2 separate regions of the Mus musculus genome follow, and region 2 is linked to region 1. The links are chromatin contacts, called in public promoter capture Hi-C maps. All regions are on one chromosome and are shown on one strand. The core of a region is the stretch at or near the end of the contact, and the rest is flanking DNA. Distances in the headings are between cores, read along the strand shown. Region 1 holds the start of Zfp638 (zinc finger protein 638). Region 2 holds the start of Dusp11 (dual specificity phosphatase 11 (RNA/RNP complex 1-interacting)).

What was found. Promoter capture Hi-C pulls out the DNA fragments that hold promoters and counts their contacts.
Region 2: a contact with region 1 is called in a promoter capture Hi-C map of pre-B cells, with 3 times the contacts expected there. The contact joins the promoter of Dusp11 here to the promoter of Zfp638 in region 1. A contact is called at or near these places in 4 of 39 promoter capture datasets (cranial neural crest, frontonasal cranial neural crest, maxillary cranial neural crest and 1 more) and 1 of 115 datasets of contacts at active chromatin or transcription factors (large pre-B cells).

What each region holds. Positions count from the first base shown.
Region 1 is chr6:83,912,931-83,916,001 of GRCm38.p6, reverse strand. It overlaps Zfp638 (zinc finger protein 638), which reads right to left and starts at 1,649. Exons shown (of 27, transcript NM_001355286.1): 1 at 1,523-1,649.
Region 2 is chr6:85,960,161-85,962,967 of GRCm38.p6, reverse strand. Dusp11 (dual specificity phosphatase 11 (RNA/RNP complex 1-interacting)) reads left to right here and starts at 1,301. Exons shown (of 9, transcript NM_028099.4): 1 at 1,301-1,530. The coding sequence starts at 1,433.

The DNA of each region.
Region 1 (3,071 bases), core at 400-2,899:
CCCATTAGACTCCTCATTTTTATTTATTACATAAAAACCAAAGTCTCAGAGATCTTAAAACACTCTTACAACACCCAGAAAATGATGACTGAGACAACCTTTTTTAGAACTAGAATTTATGGTAAAAAGCACATTCCATAACAAATGCAGAAAACTACAACGTATTCAATGTACAAGGTTATGTATGTGTCATGAACACATTTGAAAACCAGCTAATCAAAACAAATGAAGGAGATTTTTGTAATTTCTTTCAACTGTTTTATCTTTACCCATTGGTTCCTACACAAATGATAAGGCGGGGAATGGTCTAGCATATTTTAGTATATTACATTTTGGATTCTACAAATATGAAAGTACACATTACAGAATATGGAAATATAAAAGTCAAAATTTGTAAAGCAGCTTGAGCCCACTAAATCTTAAGTGTATAATCATTAATAACATTTTGAAAAAATGTAATAAACAACTTTATTTTTCTGTGTTAACAGCTTTACATTAATTTTTCTTGTAATCTTTTTCCAGTCTGTCATTTTAAATTTCTAAAATTAAGCAGTAAACACAACTCCCCTGAAAAACAAGTTAACCCATCATACACAAAATGAAGAGAGGGAGAATTTTATGTGAGAGTGAACAATTTCCAAACTGGTTAGGAAAGATTGACTCCACATGGTCGGGTGGATCCTGGTAAGAAGCTTTTCTTCAGAACTTTTCACATTGAGTGCGCCTTCCAGAATTCCCAAACTGCCAAAGGGTAATTTTAATATTAAATAGCTCGAGGCTACAATCACTGTCAAGCTCAAAGATTTTGTAATACTGAGACTCCCTCATAGGCAATTACTTCAAACAACAAAGGACGTCTGGCACATCCTCGGGGATGAGAGTCGGTGTACAGACCTCTCCGCTCTTCCCCAAGCTAGGAACCACACCAACACAAGCATGTATCCCCACATCAGTGTTCACGACTCCTCTAAGAATGTGGAAGTGTCACCGCCATTTTCGACGACATCCCAGGGCCGACAATCTCGGCTTCGGTGCTCACTGGGGCGCTTGGCCCACAACAGCCCGCACACCCCGCTCCCAGCCCCCTGCAAGGAAGCTCTTCCAGCCCGACTAAGGGCGCACGCGGCCCGCGGGGCTCCGAAAGGCGCTCGGGCACGCGGCGGTCTTCCCGCTAGCTGTCAGGCCTGGGGAGCGGCAGACCCGCGGCGCTGGGGAAGGGGCAGCCGGACTCCCCGAGGGCGCCGCCCGCTCCTCCTCAGAGCAGCAGCATCCGGCGGCTGCGCCCACGGGCACTGCGGCGCGACGGCGCGGTCGGCGAGTGGCGAGGGGAAACAGGCCACGGCCGAGGCCCACCCGGGGTCCCTCAGCTCCACCCGCCCCGCCGCCGCCATCTTGTACGCAGCGGCTGCGACACATACAATAGTCGACCGCGACCTGGCAGGGACCGCTCGGGGCCTGCGCTAAGGACCTCTGCCTTCCAGTCCCCGGCTCCCCGCAAGGCAGCGGCCCTACCTATGCCTACCGACTAACAGCTGGATCCCATCCGTGCCCCACACAGTTTAGCACTCGGCCTCCAGTCACCGCGATGAAGCAGCTACCGCCTCCATGGGACTACACGCATGCGCATCTTCGCCTAAAGCCCTCGTCCGCTCACTGCGCCTGCGTGCCTCAGGCTCCGCGTTCTCCAGAGACGCTGTCGGGGGACAAGGCCGCCCTCTGCCAGAAGGGGGCGATCGCCAGCTATGGCTGGTCCTACACCTGCAGCGGTCTGGGTAACATCACTCAAGATTTTAGAACCTGCAAACCATCCCTCTTCTCTTCCATGAAGCCTTCTCTGATTACTATTCCCTCAGTATCACAACGTAACATTCACTTATTAACATATTCTCGCTTTTACTGCTCACTCCCATCGCCCCCTTTTTAAAGAAAAGGTCTGGAACTTTGAACTCACATAGATCCCACCTGCTTCTGCCTTCCAACTGTTGGAATTATAAGTGTGTGCCTCCACACCCAAGTACGTTGTAGCTGTCTTCAGGCACCCCAGATTAGGAATGGTTGTGAGTCACCATGTAGTTGCTGGGATTTGAACTCGTGAGCTTCAGAATAGCAGTCAGTGCTCCTAACCACTGAGCCATCTCTCCAGCCCTTATCTCCCACCTCTTAAATGGGAAATTACACCGTGCAGTGTTGGTACAGGCCTTTAATCTCAGCACTTGACAGGCAAGATGCAGGCAGAAATCTGGGAAAGAAGCCAGCCTGGTCTACAGAAGATGTTCCAGGACAACCAAAGCTACACATCCCTGTCTCAAACAACACAAAATAGATAGAATAATAAAATGGGAAATTAGAAAGGAATAAAAGTTAAGGGCTGAACTGATTGATGGCTCAGCTGTTAAGAGCACTAGCTGCTCTTCCAGAGGTCCTGAGTTCAATTTCCAGCAACCACATGGTGGCTCACAACCATCTGTAATGGGATCTGATGACTGCTTCTGGTGTGTCTGAAGACAGCTACAGTGTACTCATATACATAAAATAAATAAATAATTCTAAAAAAAAAGTTTAAGTCAAAAGACTAATATTGAAAAATTTTTATATCATTTCAGAATTCAAAAAATAAACTACCTGAGTGGTGAACATCTATAATCCTGATTGATTTTACCCATGAAAAAGATTGGGCTAAAATTTTTTTAACTGTTTTCTTCAATGTTCTATCTTTTTAAATTGACTCAGTTATGCCAATATAAGCTAGTTCAAAAAAATTAAAGGACTGCAGGACAGTGGTGAACTGCCTTTAATCCCAGCACCTGGGAGGCAGAGGCAGGTGGATTTCTGAGTTCGAGGCCAGCCTGGTCTAGAGTGAGTTCCAGGACAGCCAGGGCTACACAGAGAAACCCTGTCTTGAAAAAAAAAACAAAAAACAAAAAAAAACAAAACAAAAAAAACAAACAAACAAACAAAAAAACAAGAAATTACAAATTAAAAAAAATAAAAATTAAAGAACCATCCTCCTCGGTGAAATTTTTAGGAGTCCAGTGGTGTGGAGCAAGCAGAGATATTCCTTCCAAGGTGAA
Region 2 (2,807 bases), core at 52-2,551, 2.0 Mb before region 1:
GCTCTTCTGAAGGTTGTGAGTTCAAATCCCAGCAATTTCATTTCTACATGGTGGCTCACAACCATCTGTAATAAGATCGGATACCCTCTTCTGGTGTGTCTGAAGACAGCTACAGTGTACTTACATATAATAAATAAATAAATCTTAAAAAAAAAAGTTGGACCGGGCCATGGTGGTGCATGCCTTTAATCCCAGCACTTGGGAGGCAGAGGCAGGCAGATTTCTGAGTCCGAGGCCAGCCTGGTCTACAGAGTGAGTTCCAGGACATTCAGGGCTACACGGAGAAACCCTGTCTCGAAAAAGAAAAAAAAAAGTTGGTATTTTTAATTATGTTGGTTATAATAAGTGTCCTGTGTCATTCAAAATTAGGAAGAATATGTATGTTTCCCTGCCTGTGACACTATACACACATATATGGATGGAGAAATATGTTAAATATATCAAATAAGGAGAAATATGTTGTATAAAACTTTTGATTTATTTCTTTTTGGCGGAAAAAAAAGATACACCCGTGTGAAAGCAAATATCATGTATATACAAAATGTAAACAATTGACAACGTTCACGAAGAATGCAGGGATCAGAGGGTTGGGGCTGGATTGTCTGTTCCTCATTTGGAGCAGTTCGGGTGGCGCTATGAGACCCCAACTTAGAGCGTTTCTCCCTGGAAGGTAAAGCCCCTGGATGTTCCCCAAGCTTGTTTTCCCTGATCTTTAAAAATACAGCTAGAAAGAAGCTCTTTGTTCTCTATAGCCAGCAAAAAGCCTTTTTGTTTCTATACTGTACAACCAGAGATGCCTGCCTTCCTGTGCCGAGGACACGGAGATAAAAATTCAGAAAGAACTCACTCCCCACTCCTGCCTTGTAAATTTCACCAAGGACGCCCAGAAGAGCTCTTCCCAACTCCTCCCACTTCTCCTCCCAACTCCTCCCAACTCTCCTCCCAACTCCTCCTACCTCCTCAGCTAGCTGTTAAAAGTCCCCTAATGTCACCGCTCGGGGTTGAACTCCTCTGCCCTGCACGACAGAGGGACTTCTCCTCAGCTAGCTGATAATAAAACCTCTTGCAGTTTGCATCAGGTGCATCTTTTCTCTCGAGATGTTGGGGTGTTGGCCAGTTCATCCCAGGACTTGAGCAGAGGCCCAGCATCGGGGGTCTTACAGCGCTAGCAATTATTCACATAGCTACAAAACCGGCCTCCAGCTAAGTGCAGCACAGTCGAAACCGAAGGCAGGCTGACAAACCCTACTTTCAGTGCGACGTGTGTCGTCAGCACGGCGGGGCAAGGCGCATGCGCCCTAGCGAGACGTCGACGCGTCGCGTTCCTTTGCGGGCGCCTCTGGATCCCGCGGCCTCTTCTGGCCTCCCTGAAGTCGCCACTTTGGCCGCTCTGGCACGCCTGGCGTTGGGTGGGCGGCATCTCTGCGCCCACATGAACCAGCATTATGGCCGACATGGTCGTGGACGGGGCCGGGACTTTGCTGCCTGTGCCCCACCCAAGAAGAAGGGCAGAAACCACATCCCCGAAAGGTAAGCGCTTTGGTTCCGGGCTTGGCGTTCCGGCTGCCTCGGTGGCCTCGAGTCTCCGAGTGTTCCCTGGCCTCGCGCCCCGCCGCCTCCCAGGGTCCTCCGCGCCGAACCCCACCACACCTCCCCACCCCGCATTCTGGGGTCTTGGGTCTGTCCCGACAGGACTCTGTGGAGCTCGGGCCTGGGCGGAAGTGCGCGGTGGGGCGCGGCTGCCTGTATTGAGGCGTCCCTTGATCTCCGAAGCCACAGGCTTCTGCTTGTGTAGGCGCTGTGCCAGGATCCGGCCCGAGCTGTCGACACCCTTCACTCGGTACCGGCTCGAGGGGTTCTCTTGCTTTCAGGATTCGGAAAGCGGAGGTGTCCTTTGAGGGAGTTAACCCTGCCTGGGCCAAGGGCTAGTTTTAGGATTTTGCTCACTGGTGCAATGAACCCTTTACTTGCGGCTGTTTGCTTCCCCTCTCCGATTTCATCTCCACAAAAAACGTGGCTAGACCGGCCTCTCCCCTTCCTAGAATTCATCAAATCCTTTTTTTTTTTTTTTAATCTCCACAAATAAACAATACCTAAAACTCAGGATCGACAGAATGCTCTGCCCCGACTTCCCGGACTTCAGTAAGCACTTCTTTTTTATGTCTACAAATGAGCACTATCTAAAATTCAGGATGGACGTGATGGCCTCTCTCCCTTCCCAGAGTGGATATCTTTAGATCCTGTCAGCTAACCTCCAACATCATCCCAGTGTAGAACTTGCCTGACAGCTTGCAGAAGACAGCTGTCTGTCCACTGGACAATCCATTTTTAACATACCTTCTATAGTTAACTATTTAACTATTAATTACTAAGTAAAGTATAAGTAAGTTATAAATAAATTGTTTATTGATATTTTAATGTAGCTTATTTCATTATTAAATTATCTATTGGATATAAAATTGTTAACTAAAAATTAAAAATAATTTTAGCTATTGCTTATTTGTGGAGATAAAGCAAGATAAATATCAAGTAGTAATTGTGAGACAGCTCATAGATGTAAGATAAAGCTTGACTTTAAGAATAAAAACCTTCGGGGCAGTTCCAGGACAGCCAGGGCTACACAGAGAAACCCTGTCTTGAAAAATAAAAACAAAAAAAAAGAATAAGAAGCCAACTTCTTGTCATGGTCTGTCACACTAGGTTCCATTGCTCTGGGGCCCACTATGTCTCCAGTCTGTCACCACTCTGTGCTCACTCTCTACTCCAGGGATGTGAATGAACCGGACTTATTTGTAATTCATGGCCAT